Linked DNA regions of Mus musculus: all the other regions are linked to region 2. The links are chromatin contacts, called in public HiChIP or PLAC-seq and promoter capture Hi-C maps. All regions are on one chromosome and are shown on one strand. Each heading gives the region's core, a stretch centred on a gene start, on an enhancer-like site or on the middle of the called end of the contact. The rest is flanking DNA. Distances are from core to core; before and after follow the strand shown. Region 1 overlaps Ncor1 (nuclear receptor co-repressor 1). Region 2 holds the start of Cenpv (centromere protein V). Region 3 has its middle 37 kb from the start of Zfp287.

The links. Promoter capture Hi-C pulls out the DNA fragments that hold promoters and counts their contacts. HiChIP or PLAC-seq counts read pairs in DNA pulled down with a chosen protein or histone mark.
Region 1: a contact with region 2 is called in a promoter capture Hi-C map of liver. The contact joins the enhancer-like site here to the promoter of Cenpv in region 2. A contact is called at or near these places in 5 of 39 promoter capture datasets (the C10 cell line, cranial neural crest, embryonic stem cells and 1 more), 2 of 115 datasets of contacts at active chromatin or transcription factors (both in embryonic stem cells) and 3 of 9 other capture datasets (adipose tissue, liver and pancreatic islet).
Region 3: a contact with region 2 is called in an H3K4me3 HiChIP or PLAC-seq map of the SCID.adh cell line, with 11 read pairs. The contact joins the enhancer-like site here to the promoter of Cenpv in region 2. A contact is called at or near these places in 1 of 39 promoter capture datasets (neural stem cells), 4 of 484 Hi-C or Micro-C datasets (cranial neural crest and embryonic stem cells), 2 of 115 datasets of contacts at active chromatin or transcription factors (the SCID.adh cell line and embryonic stem cells) and 1 of 9 other capture datasets (adipose tissue).

Annotation. Positions count from the first base shown.
Region 1 is chr11:62,350,078-62,354,950 of GRCm38.p6, reverse strand. Ncor1 (nuclear receptor co-repressor 1) reads left to right here. Exons shown (of 45, transcript NM_001252313.1): 23 at 263-380; 24 at 479-580; 25 at 1,617-1,717; 26 at 3,405-3,573. Among named protein-coding and RNA genes, the nearest start is that of Ttc19, 71 kb to the right of the region's middle. Within about 2 kb of position 2,795, at least 8 of the 459 cell types and tissues checked have an H3K27ac peak or open chromatin away from gene starts, as enhancers often do. A contact at or near this core is called in adipose tissue and liver, where this site is marked.
Region 2 is chr11:62,537,269-62,542,175 of GRCm38.p6, reverse strand. It overlaps Cenpv (centromere protein V), which reads left to right and starts at 2,915. Exons shown (of 5, transcript NM_028448.1): 1 at 2,915-3,320. The coding sequence starts at 2,971.
Region 3 is chr11:62,692,401-62,697,264 of GRCm38.p6, reverse strand. It overlaps a transcript of Zfp287 not described here. Among named protein-coding and RNA genes, the nearest start is that of Zfp287, 37 kb to the left of the region's middle. Within about 2 kb of position 3,559, at least 14 of the 459 cell types and tissues checked have an H3K27ac peak or open chromatin away from gene starts, as enhancers often do. A contact at or near this core is called in the SCID.adh cell line, where this site is marked.

The DNA of each region.
Region 1 (4,873 bases), core at 1,546-4,045, 190 kb after region 2:
GTCATTCTGTCCCTAACAAGGCCATGCCAGACTTGGCTAATAAATAATCTATATGTAATATGTGATATTGTTAGTATACATATTTTACTCCTTTAGTTTTTCTAACTTAATAATCTATGCTGAAATTTCCCTTTTGTTCAATTACTTTTTAAAGTTGTGAGTGGCAGAGATATAGATTTTTATAGATGGAACGTGAAGATTGACTTTACTCTCAGGAGAGACAATGCTTAGTCTTTGACTCTTTTATCTTTTTATTTTTTAGGGAACTCCTGGCACTTACTTGTCTTCTCATAATCAGGCTTATCCACAAGAAGCCCCTAAGCCCTCCGTGGGGTCTATCTCTCTGGGATTGCCCCGGCAGCAGGAGTCTACCAAAGCAGGTCAGTGAGTGGCCACAGTTCTATCACGCCTGTTTGTAGCATCATGGTCAGCCACTCAGTGGTTGGTCTTCTCATGGTTCTCTTTCTTTTCCCCATAGCTCCTTTGACCTACATCAAGCAGGAAGAATTTTCTCCGAGAAGCCAAAACTCACAACCTGAGGGTTTATTGGTCAGAGCGCAGCATGAAGGTGTGGTCAGAGGTAAAACTGTATCCAGTTTAACAGTTATGTTAAACCTTTGCCCATAGTAAACTTTATAAAGGAACTCATTAAAATTTTTTTGTGGGTACATCCTAAGTTGTGGTAACAGTGATAATTTTACTGGCCTTGGATATGCTGTATGGTCAAGTTTGAACTTGGATTCTCAGTCCTCCTACTTCAGCCTCCAAAGTATACATGAATACAAACAGCTTAGTCATTAATATATTTTAATGACTTATTTCTTCAAGTTACTGACTTTTATGTTTTTGCTTCCATGTAAAGATAGCTATTTTTTAAAAAAGATTTATTTATTTTTATTTATACAAGTACACTGTAGCTGTCTTCAGACACACACCAGAAGAATGCATTGGACCCCATTACAGATGATTGTTAGCCACCATGTAGTGGCTGGGAATTGAACTCAGGACCTCTGGAAGAGCAGTCACTGCTCTTAATCGCTGAGCCAATAACTTTAAAACTTTTGAAATTTGATGGGCATATAGTAATAAATCGAAACCAAAACCAAAAAGCCCCACCAAACTCTGACATTATTTGTCAGCCGTAATTTTTAATAATATATTTATTCTGTTATTTCATATATTTGTATAGTGCATTTTGATCATTTCCCCAACACCAACTCTTTCCCCCTCAACATGCTCCCTCCCACTCTCATGTTCTCAGCCACTGCTCTCTCATTTTTTTGATAGTGCAGTTATTATTGCCTATATATGCATGTGTATTTGTGCCATCTACTGGATTATAGGCAGTCTACACATGTTTCTAGTTCCCTAAAGAGAAATTGCTTCTTTCCCTAAGCAGTTATAAGCTACCAGTAGTTCCTCTGCTAGGGGTAGGACCTTCATCAATCAGTTTGAACAATCCTTTTAAAGATCATTATGATATTATTTGAGCCATGCATTTCATTAGGATAATTTTTGTTATGCTTGCCCCATTCTGCTGTGTGAGAACTTGTATTGTGGAGTAGGGGCTGCTAGGAAGAAGGCAATGATTTAGTGATGGTTTTGTTTTCATTCAGGCACTGCAGGGGCTGTCCAAGAAGGAAGTATAACTCGGGGAACTCCAGCCAGCAAAATCTCAGTGGAGACCATTTCATCGTTGCGGGGCTCTATTACCCAGGTCAGTGCATGGGCCATCATCTCCTGGAGCCTGGAAAGCTGGATTTCTCAGGAGTTTTAGTTATAGCAGTGCTCTTGTTATAGCAGCATGGGTCATTGTTCTTTTATGAGTCCAGCTCTCAGTAATAAACCTCAGATCTCCAGACCTTTTCCTTTCCGGCTGCATTTTAACTCCAAGCCATGGTATCTATACTGTAGTTATTCAAGGTGTTACTACTCACCTGGAAATTGGCAAAAGAAACTTGCAGAAGATATTATAGTCCTTATGGACTTCCTGTAAAAGCTTTTATCATGTGCTTAGATTAAATAGAAATTGAGAAGAAAACAATGAGAAATGCTTCTTTGTGAAAAGGTATATTTGTGATCTCAATGTGTAAGCTGCTGTGTTCAAATTCATTGAGTACATCAGAGACTAAACAGAATCCTAATTTTGATTAATTTCTTTTTCTAGCTAGATATTAATTTTAACTTGAAATGTTAAAACACCTCCTTTTTAAAATTTTTACATGAATGAGAAAAGTAGTGAAGTTCATATAGTCTGCCTTTTATAAACACGGATACAGTTTTTGTATATTGTTACTAGCCTATTGTTGTGGTGTATCCTTGTTACCTAAGGTATTGTTACCAGCGGTGTGGACACCCACGACCCTGAGCACCAGCATCCCTTGAGAAGTTGCTGGTCATAAATGCTTAAGCCTTGTGCTAGAGTTGCTGGGTATGAGCTCCAGCAGCCTGGGCTTTCCTGAGCCTTTGGTTGATTCTGCTCAGGACATTGTGATTCAGAGTCACCCTGTTAAGACAATTTCCAGTGTCGTAGTTGTTATGGCTTATGCTGATTTAGAGCATGACGTAGAAACTCCCTGTCTCTCGTTACATATTCAGTCAAAGTAAGTTAACCCTTAAATGTACACAGAGAATATAAGTGGGCCTCTATGCTGTCTTCACTTCCTTCTTAACTTTCCAGCATCCAACGTTTTGTTTGTTAGGTAAATAGTTTTAACTGGGTCAAATGACACTCTGTTGTATCTATTTTAAGATTTGCTCATTGGGACAGAGTGCATGTTGAGGATTTCCTGATGTTTCTGCTGAACTTTGTTCATGACTGGGTATGCTGGACGCATTGCTCCTGTCTTTCACTCACCCCCTTTAAACATCTGTTTCAGAGCGTATTGCCTCAAGTTCAAAGTAGTAGAGATCCTACACAGAGGAGTGGGGTAGATCTGGTCTTCATTTTCTTTACAGCCCAATCTACCCACTTATACAGCGTCCTATACAATAGACAGGAAACAGTTTCCCTAAAAGGAAGGGCATAAAGACCTACTGTCAGTCTAGTGGAGGACTAATGATGGTAAGACTCAGGTGATGTTTCCTGACTGAATATCTCACTAAACAAGGCATCTGAGCCTCTCCTCTTATTGATGACCAAAGCCCAAGCACCAGCCATAGGTTTGGGGGGGACAAAGCTGTTTTACCTCATATGCTATGATCATCTGAGTTCTCTGTGATAGTAGAGTTGAAGGAGCGAGATCGGGGGTTTCTTTATGTCTACAGGGGTGAGATGTTTTGTTTCCTCTGTGCACTTTGTTTTTTTGAAGACTGACCTGACTCTCAGTTTCTTTATTCTTCATGGCTGTGCTGCTTCTCAGCATTAGTGACTCTTGGATGCTTGTGGGGTTTTTTGATGACAGGGGACCCCAGCTCTGCCCCAGGCTGGAATACCAACAGAGGCTTTGGTGAAGGGACCTGTCTCCAGGATGCCTATTGAAGAAAGCAGTCCTGAGAAGGTCAGAGAGGAAGCTGCATCCAAGGGCCATGTTATCTATGAAGGCAAAAGTGGACATATCTTATCATATGATAGTAAGTATTGTTTATTCATTGATGCCAATCTTAGAACGTGAGACTGAAAAACAGGCTCTGATTTTACGTTCTTACTATAGGTAAGTCAGTTTATTTTTTGCAGTCCTGTTTTCTCCTTGCGAAAGGGGATATTTTGTAAAAAAAAAAAATCAATTAAGACTGTCAGTTAAGAGTTGTAAGAGTGTGCAGAGCACAGGGGAAGTATATTGTAATTAACAGCTGACATTGTCAGTGACTAGTCATTCCTTAACCTAGAAAAAGAATCTTCATTTAACTTAAATGGAATAGCTTTTATTTTAATAGGGGTCATATTTTTTTAAGGTTAAGAACTAAGGAACAGATAATCTGATAATCAAGATGAGAATGTTAGACTAAACTCCCCTTAATAAAAATGTATCTGTGCCTGTTTTTCCCTCTATCAAATCTAGCCATCCGTCTTTTCCTTCGAGTATATTTTCTAAGAATGACTAATATATGCTGTAATCATCAGGCACAGGGCTGAGTTTGAGTTTTCTGACTACAACCGTGAAATAGTTATTAGCGATATCTTCTCTTTGTCTCTAATACAAAGAGATGAACAGAATACCTGATGTTGTGTAATCTACACTAATCTTATTTCTTACTTTAACACTTCTAGCGTAGATGAGCATTGTACTTTGGGGAGAGGGAAAGAAGCTAGAAATCTAGGTATCTTTCTTTTTCTCTATCTCTCTTTTTTCATCTCCAGCATATTACAAAATCATTTAGATTGTTTCCTAAAGTCTCTGCAATCAATCCCTTATTCTGCCTGCAGCCATTACCTTTGGTCTGGACACCTTAGGGTGCTGACTTCCCTGGAGTAGTCACCATGCTTCCTGCTTTACCTTTGTGACCTTAAAGGATGAGTACAAGACTGTCCCATGCCAGCAACAGCCCACTCCACGGTCTCCTTTTGCTTACCCCTACAGGTTTTTTTGATTGCTCCTTTTCCTCTCAGCCCGAAACTTTGCTGCCTAACTTCCATTCTTCACATTGGCTTTGTACTGAGCTGATGATGTTTCTTTTAAGGTAGCATGCTCTGTCATTCTTGAGGTATCTGAGCCTGTTCCTTCTGCCTGTGCCATTGTTTCCTGCTTTTATATTGGACAGAAGCATCTCTCTTACTTGTCCTTCAGTTCTCAGCTTGCCTTTTCTGGATGGACTTGGACATGTCAAGTTTCTGTCTCATCATTCTTGCAGCATACTGTAAATTTCCTTCCATAATATGCATTACATTGGACAATAAGACCTATTAGTTTTGTTAGTATTTTTTGTTTATGTG
Region 2 (4,907 bases), core at 1,666-4,165:
TCATGGTGTTTATCACAGCAAGAGAAAGCAGCCTAAGACATAAACCTGACTTTAAAAAATGGACTGTCTTTTAAAAACAATTTATTTTTAATTGTGTCTGTGGGTATGTGCATGCATGAGTGTAGGTGCCCAAGAAGTTGAGGAGACATCAGATCCTCAAGTTACAGTCAGTTGTGAGCTGCCCGAAGTATGTGTTGGGAACCCAGCTTTACAACAGCAGTACCGTACCAACTCTTTAGCCCCAAAAGGATTCCCAAACAGAAGCCATCCAAAAGTTCAGCAACCGAATGAAAAGGTAGCATTACTACAGGACAGAGAAATGCGAAACCGAAGGAAGTGATGTCATGGCACAGCCTCAGAAAAGCTAAGTGAAAAGACCAGCGGTGTGACTTCTGTGAGGTATGGAGCAACTGCAGACCTCATCCAGTGCTGGCAGAGCATAAAACCGGCCGGCCAGCTTAAAACCTTCATAGTTCCTTAAAAAGAATGATGCTCGCTAGGCATGGTGGCACATGCCTGTAGTCCTAGCATCTGTGACAGGTAGAGGCAGGAGGATTGTTGAATAAGACAACACTGACTACATAAGACTTGGTCACAACACAGTCTTAACCTGTGAACCAGAAATTCCACTTTGAATGTTTGGAGAGAAACTGATCTACCAAAAGACTTGGGTAAAAATGTAAAAGTGAATACAAGCTTTATCACATTTGTACAAATTAGAAACAAAAGTAGTTAAGAGAATAAATGTAAGGGGACTAGGGGCTAGCCTGCCACACACACATGAAGCCCTGAGTTAGGATTCCTAGCACCCATATAAAAGTGGACACTGGGGTCACAAGTCTGTAGCCCCACCCACTGTGGAGCTGCTAGGGAAAGTCATCTCCTTGAGTTCAGTGACCCTCCAGTGTAGGCAGAGTGTGAGCTCCCGTTTCAGTGAGGAACCCTCCCTCAGGATGAAGGTGGAGAACCATGAAGACACCCATCATTGAACTCTGACATACACTTGCAACACACACACACACACACACACAAAATAAACGGTGATATATTCTTATGTAAATTTTCTCCCCCACTGCTGTGCCAGTCAGGACAGAAACTGATTCAGAAGCCATGAAGGAAGAACACTGCTTACAGGCTTGCTCAGCCTGCTCTCATAGAGTGAGTCCAGGACCACCTGCCCAGGGGTGATGGTGATCAATAATGAATCAAGGAAATGACCTACAGACTTACCCACTAATTTGATGGAGGCATTTTTTTTTCAGTTAAGGTTCCCTCTCTGATGACCCTTGTTTGTGTTGCATTAACAAAAGCCAATCCGCATAGATCATATTGACATCAATAAATTATATATGTACATATATGTATATATGTGTGTATATATAATATCAATTATTTCCAAAATGTTGAACAGTATTAGATTTAACAATGTACATGCTATTTTTGAAATGACATTCAAAGATAGGCTAAAGTAGTGTGGTAGATCACACCTGTGATTCTAGCACTTGGGAGGTTGAGGCTGGAGAATAGGTACAGGTTTGAAGCCAGCCTTAGCTACTTAGTGAGTCTAGGACTAGACTAGGCTAAAGAATGAAGCCCTGACTCAAACAAGCCCGGCAGCCAAGTAAAGGTGCCTGTCACCAGACAGCTTGTTTGGTGCAAGAAGAGAACTCATGGTGTAGACTGTCTTCTGCTCCCCATGCACCCGCATACTTCGCTCTCCTCCTGAATAAAGATTTTTAAAACTGTAATGTGTATCAGGAGGTGGAGGCAGGCAGATCACAGTGAGCTAAGATAAACCTGAGCCTTATTCGTGAGTTCCAGGCCAGCCAGGGCTACACGGTTAGACCTTGTCTCTAAATACACAAAACAGGCGAAAGTAAGTCACAGTGAGAAAAAGCCAAAACAAAACAGTGGTCACTTCTGCTTGCTTTTTGGAGATAGTCTAGATGTGGCTAGGATATGCCACATCTGAATTGGTGCATGCAAATCTGTACATTTAAGATACGGGCACAAAGGAAACACCAAAACAAATTATGCATCTAGGAAGTTTCAATTATTGAGAACTTTGTGTTAAAACTTAATGAGGATTTATGAATTAATCAAGCTGTATTTGGGAAAACCCATATTTTCATCATTAAAGATAATAAATGGACTCTATATTGTAATAAAATCAACAAAAACAGAACTAAGTTGAAAAATGAAAAATGCACCAAAAACGAGTAAAAGAAAACGTTTCTTTAAAAGTGTGAGAACAACTGAAAGGGTTTGGAGACTATCTGGGATACCGCAGTGGATGGTTCTTGGGATTTTTGTCTTTAAACGTCAATACGGTATTCTGCAAAAGCTTATGAATGGAATGTAATCCTGGATCCATTTACTTAAAATTGAAAACAAAATCTAGGGCTGGGAATGTGGCTCAGTGCAAGAGTGCTTTCTCAAAGCTGTGGGTCCTATTCTCAGTTCTGCAAAACCACCAAAAAACCTGTTGACCATTGATCAAACTGACTCCAGCTGTCATTTATGCTTCCAGTAGCAGATATCCGACAATTTACATACTACGTTAGCTCACATTAGGTACATGATGGCCTCTGCCAAGTTGGTAGTGTTACCACCTTGGAAACCACGAAGTCACCCAAGCGTGCCAGCTCTGATGTGGCCGTGAATTTATGAACTGAGGCCTGACCCAGGTCCCCAGTTAGAAATGTGTGGTTGGAGTCAGTGGAGGCTGGAAGCTCCTTCGCTGATCAAACGGGCACCGCTACCTGCAAGCGCAGGTGCAGGCGCGGTCTCGTTAGACCCTCAGCGCTCGGCCGGCCCCACGGCCAGGGTCTCTTAGTTGGGTCCCTAGCTCGCGTGTTCCGGAGCGCCGCGCACCACCCCCGGGGCCTTCAGGTTGTCGGAGGCGGGGACGCGCATCGGCCGGCGGGAGCGCGCAGAGCCGAGAGGCCTGCGAGCCCGGCTGAGGGAGACATGCGGCGGACTCGCAGTGCCGTGGCCACCGGCCCGCGGGAGCAGCGGCGCTCGGGGGCCACCGGGGGCTTGAGCGGCGGCGAAAGCCGCGCGCAGCGCTCCCGGAGCAGGACTAGGGCCGGGGCCGGGGGCGGGGGCGGGGCGGTCGGTCCGCAGCCGTCGGCAAAGCCGCGGCCCAAGCCACCGCCGCGGGCCCAGGAGGCGGCCGCCGAGGAGCCACCGCCGGCGGTCACCCCCGCCGCCTCGGTGTCGGCGCTCGACCTGGGGGAGCAGCGGGAGCGCTGGGAGACGTTCCAGAAGCGGCAACGGCTCAGCTTCGAGGGCGCCGCCAAGCTGCTGCTGGACACCTTGTGAGTGTGTCGGGGGCGGCGGGCCGGCACACGCGAGGTGCGCACGGGCGGCGGGACCCGAGGGCTGAGTGCTGAGCCGTTGGCGGGCTGCTCCGGACGGTGTCGGGCTGAGTGCGCGGAAGGGCCCCTCAGGGTGAAAAAACAGACATCCCCCGGCTTGCCAGCTACCAAGACCGTTTTACCCGTTTTTGCACGTGCTTTCGGGGAGTGGGCGGGAGGAAAGGTCGAAGTGGAGAATTTAGTGACCCGAGGAGCGAAGGCCGGTTGTTCTAATCAGTTCCCCGGAGGGAGGGTGCAGGGTGCGGTTATTGATCTCGGAGGGAAAGGCGCGCAAAGCGTTGTCCAGGACGGGCGCTTGCAGGGGGAATGGGGAGTTAAGGTGTTATGTTCTCATCCCCGGTCCGGGCTGGCAGCTCCCCCAGTCTGTGCTTCTGAAGTGCTTCCAGCTTCTTTGGTGGCCTAAGGAGCAGATCTGAGGTCCGTTATTGGGGAAAAGAGCTGATGACTACTCTGGCCAGATGCCTGCTCTTTGGCAAATGTAATGTGAACCCCTTCCTCCTTTACCCATTGTGCTCCGAGAAAAACCCAGTACCCTTGTCTTATAGCCCTCACTCGCAGATGAATTAAAAAGAACAATAAAAGACAAAGAAAACTAACGTTAACCCAACAATTGTTTAACAACCTGAACTACTTTTCATAACAACAAGATGCTCTTTTGTCTTTGTCCCAGAATTAGTTCTCTTGGTTTTGGTGGATCCTCTAAGAACTGGAGTATTTAGTTAGCTTTCTATCTGTTTCGTTTATTCAATTTTATCCCCTTGGGCTATAAATTGAATGCTTTAAAACATTAAAACAAAAATCAGTTAAAACTTAAAAAAAATGAAATATAACACGGAGTACCTGTTGTGTACTAGCTACTGGGAGATCTAAATGATACTATATAAAACTCAGTAGAGCTGGGCACAGTAGCACATGCCGACAATCCTAGCATTCAGGAGGCCGAGGCGGAGGAGTACAGTGATTTCAAGTGCAGCCTGGGCTACAGAGATAGATCCTTTCTCCGAAGAGAAAGAGAAAGAGAGAAAGGAAAACAGAAGCAAGCCAGCGAGAAGGAGGTCCACGTGTGTAAGCCCAGCACTTGGAAGGTGGAGGCAGGAAGATCTACAAGTTCAAGGTCATCCTTGACCACATAGTTAATTTGAGGCCAGCTTGAGCTGCACTGACACCCTGTCTCAAAAGGAAACAAAAAAGCCCCCCACACACACACACAAAGCAAAAATTTTTAGGTAATATTTTCCCCTAAAACAAAATGGTAATGATCTTTAAAAAAGATACTAAAAATATTGGCAGGAAAAGAGGCATTTCACTCACCAGAATAGCGTGCTGTATGCTTGCTTACATCCACTCTATGGTCTTTTAAGCTAACTTTTATACAAAGAAAACGTATGTTAAATACACTAACATTTGGTTCCAATATCGCAAAAAATTGGAGGAATGGATAGCAAATACGGGCTCTCTAAGTGGGATGATCACAGGGGTGGAGGGTTCTCAATGTGTTATTAAACTGTTTGGCTTTTTTTTTTTTTT
Region 3 (4,864 bases), core at 2,310-4,809, 150 kb before region 2:
TTTGTGTTTTCCCCCAAGAACCTCTTGCTGTCACTGGTCTCCTCACAGAGACAGCGTTCTTAAACTGTCTCTCCCTCTCCCCAGAGCCGTCAGTTGTCAATAGCTCCTCAGCTGTGGGTGAGACTTCATGTCCACTTCCTGTCTCCACACTGGGATTTGGTCTGACTTGAGGTTAGGCAGGGCACACTGTGACATTGCTGTGAGCTCATGTGTACATGCCCCATTATACCTGGAAGACACATTTCCTTGTATTCACCCATTGGCCCTTATAGTCTTCCCTCCCACTCCTCCACAAAGACATGATGTGCTATTGATGCCCCATTAGGGCTGAAAACTCCAAGGTCACTTATTGCCTGCACCACGGCCAGTTGTGAATCACAATCTACTGTGTTAATCCCCGTCTATTGCAAATAGATGCACTAATCTATGAGTATAATGATAACTCTCTTAGGAGTCCTTTGATACTGTGTCTATTTAGCAGAATAATAGTCATAGGGTCTCTGTAAGGCCTATGACCTGTCTAACCAGAGGTTTTTGGCCCAACAGTGGTGCCAGGTCTCCTCCAAGGTTTGGAGGAGGTTTGGTTTGGTGGAACAGGACTTAAATTCAATCAGAAAGTGATTGGTTTCTGCCATCGTGTTTGAGTCACTAAGGCACCAACGGGCATGTCTTGCCAGGCCAGTCCTTATTGTGTCTTGAATTACTTACGTCTGGGTAAGGTTGATGATCACAATTCTCCTCTGATAGCAAGTAGAGCACCCTCCAGCACTATGGAAGCTAGCTAGTAAGGATGAAGTTTCTGGGTCAGTACCAGCTGGTTATCTACATGCTCCGAGACTCACGTGCATGGTATGGGAACACACACGCACACACACACACACACACACACACACACACTAAATAAATAAGTGTAAAAATTTTAAAATAAAATATTTTTTAAATTATTTCTGTGCTTAGACAACCCTACTAGGGACATACAGTTAAATTGGCAAGTCTTTTTTTTTTTTTCCATTTTTTATTAGGTAAATTGGCAAGTCTTAAAGTTAGCTAAAATCATTTCACTCTAGGAATTATAACACCCACCATACACACAGTATACTAAATTCCAGCTTCTTAACCTGTGTCATGTGTCATGAAGAGTCATGTAATTAAATGTGGAGGTTGTGAATTGGAGATAATAAAATTGTTCTGAATGCACAAAAAAAAAATTCAAACTCAAATATGTGGTGAATCAGAGGTGTTTTCTGGCAGGGCTGACATGTGTCACAATTTCATTGCAGCCTTGGTCCTGAACATACAACAACATGCCTGCTTTGAACTGAGCACGCCATCATGCCACACACATAAACAGACGCTGACTCAAACACCTCGGCTCAGATTTAGAACTACCATATGTTACAAGTTGCAGGATTTTAACAAAACTTTTTACAAGGATTTCGGTTCTGGTTTCTATAAACATGGTTTGATGACAGCAAAATCTGAATGTTCTCCTACCATTGTTCCTAGTGTGTTTCAAATTAGTGTATCCTTGAATTGGGTGTGTTAAAATATTTGATTTTTAAAATTCTTGTGGCGTTGCCATCTTCTTTCTTTTGATGTAATAAAATACCCTAGTAAAAACAAGGTAACAGAGAAAGGGTTTCTTTTTATTTATTTCTCTTTTTTTATCTTAAAAAAAAAAAAGATTTATTTGTTTTATGTAAATACACTGTTGCTGTCTTAAGAGACACCAGAAGAGGGCATCAGATCTCATCACAGATGGTTGTGAGCCACCATGTGGTTGCTGGGAATTGAACTCAGGAAAAAGCAGTCAGTGCTCTTAACCACAGAGCCATCTCTCCAGCCCCAGGGTTTCTTTTTTTAAGATTTACCTTGTTATTATGTATATGCGGGTGTGTATGTGCATGAGCATGCAGGTGCCCGCACAGCCAGAAGAGGGCGTCAGATCCCCTGGAGCTGGAATTACGGACAGTTCCCAGCCATCCTGCGTATCTGAACTCCCATTCTCAGAAAAAATCAACTGGGGCGCTTAACTACTGAGCCATCTCTCCGGCTTCAGGAAAGGGTTCTATTTGGCTCACAAAGGTAGGACACAGTCAGTTTGTTGTTACAGGGACGTCAGGAACATGGGAACTTGTCAGCCTAACCTAAACTATCCCTCACTAAAACTCCCTTCTGTCCTGTAGGCCAGGCATGGTAGCGCACGCCTTTAATCCCAGTACTCAGGAGTCAGAGGCAGGCAGATCTCTGAGTTCATGTCAGCCTGGTCTACATAGGACTACACAAAAAGATCCTGTCTCAAAGCAAAAACAAAAGTGCCCTCCCTTCCTGGGTGATTCTAGATGTGTCTGATTGGCAATGAGCACTAACCAGAACCTGCTGACTTACGTTCTCAATTATGAATTTCATCTTAGGATTAGGACACAATTTCCAGCAATTTCTGAAACGGTCCTAAATCTATGTCTTCCATTTTGTGTTATATTTATGTGCACCATTCTCAGAATTGGCAGTTATAAAATCAAAATGTCCTTCAACTCTGAAAACTGGTGGAGATGTTCATTCTGTGTCTTCAAATACCAAATATTCAGCTAAGATTTAATACTGTGTGTCATGTAAATAAGCATATCTATCCTGTTAGTGTGAGATTTTGCTTATCTTTAGCAAGTGATAATATTCCATGTGCAGAAGATGTGCACTCCTTTCATTCCAGTGAGGTAGAGGCAGGAGGATCTCTGGGACAGCCTGGTCTACAGAGCCAGTTCTAGGACAGCCAGGGTTACACAGAGAAACCCTGCCTGGAACATATAATAAACCTATAGCAAAGAATTGTTCTTAAATTAATTTCTTTATTTTTAATTTCTTTATTCTCTGTAAATACTTGATTTTTACACACTTTTCATGAGTGCTTTGCCTGCATGTGTGTCTGTGTCCACTTGCATGCCTGAAGTTACAGAGAGAGGGGTTGTGAGAAACCATGTGGGTATTAGGAATTGCTGGGAATTGAACTGGGGTCCTATGGAAAAGCAGCCAGTCCTCCTAACTACTGATCCATCTATTTCTAAAGTCCCTGTATACATGTTTTATAAATCTATATACCTAGGGCTACAGAATTTTCTGAGTGGAAATTTTTTAAGAAGCCCTGAAATTAATAATGGCCACCAAATATGTCCACATCCTAACTCCTGGACTTGTAAATGTGGAACTTTTTATTTTCTTTCTTTTTATTTTACTTCATTTTATTTTATTTTTATTTTAATCCAAATGCTGGGCTTACACTGGGGATTGAATTGTGAGTTCCATGCATGCTGGACAAGCACTCTTTTTTTTTTTTTTTTTTTTTTTTTTTTTTTTAAGATTTGTTTATTTATTTATTTATTATATGTAAGTACACTGTAGCTGTCCTCAGACACTCCAGAAGAGGGAGTCAGATCTCGTTACGGATGGTTGTGAGCCACCATGTGGTTGCTGGGATTTGAACTCCTGACCTTCGGAAGAGCAGTCGGGTGCTCTTACCCACTGAGCCATCTCACCAGCCCTGGACAAGCACTCTTATTTTAAGGAAAAGTGATGGGGAGAGAGGGTGCTTAGAGATCTCAAGATAGGCAAAAATCATCCTGCACTACCTGGGGGCACTAAATAATATCGCAAAAGTATTGGAAGAGACAAACAGAGGACAATTTAGCAGAAGAAAACACAACTTTAGACCACACACTGAAGCCACAGAGCAGTACCAACCACCGAAATGGAAAGGACGGGTCTAGATTTTACCACTAGAGGGAGCAACGACTCTGACATCTTGAGGCCTAGCCAGTGAAACTGGTAAACCGCTTCTAAGCTGCTAAGCCCAGTTTTCCTCTTCGTAGCTCACCATTGTCAACTTTTATGATTTACTTCCCTTCCCCCACCCTCATCTTAACAGAAGGAAATATGAACGCATAGTCAGTTTCTTGGTGCTCTTTCTTGGGTAGCAAGTGACACACAATAAGCATATCTCTCCTTTTTTTTTTTTTCCTTTTCTCCTAGAAAGACACCATAAGGACAAAAGCATAAATGTCCACAACTGTAGCTGCTGTCCCTGACACCGTGACCATGGTATGGCATAGCCTAAACTTTTTGATGATCCGGCATCATGATGAAGAAACATGGCAGTTTTTCTGAAACAATGTAGTTCAGGCCCAGATAGGAAGCCTGGAGAGGTCTTCCTTGTGGCTTCAGCAGCTTCTCCCAGCAGAAGAGTGGGCAATTACTGCTGGAGGGGAACATAGAACTAAGGAATTGCGTTCAGCACATCCGCTGCACAGCTGGGACTCTTCTTGTGCAAAGAATTTGAAAAGAGTAAGGTGCTGTGGAAGAGAAAGAAAAGAAAGTCCTTACAACGGGCTGGAGAAACGGCTCCACGGTTACAAGCCTATGCTGCTCTTGCAGAAGGCCCAAGTTTGGTTCCCAGAGCCCCCACATCGGGTGCTCACTGCTAGAATTCCTGCTCCAGAAGATCTGACCTGACACTCCGGGCCTCTGTGGGTACCTACAACTCACATACATAAAACCCATATGCACATGACACACACATATATGCATAACTAAGAAAACAAAAGTAGAATCTTTTTAAAACAAACCATAGTGAGAGCAGAGGATGTGGCCCGTGGACTGAGCCCCATCTGGCACATATGAGGCTCTAGGTTCATCAGGACAGACTTCCGGCCACATACTGTAAGCCCACTCACCTGACACTGGTCCTTCTGTGAAAGAGAACGTTCTACAGTGAGACATTTTTAACTATTGTATAGCAGAAACAGACAATAAATCTATCACTTGACTTTTTTTTTTTTTTTTTTAGATTTATTTATTGATTATATGTAAGTAC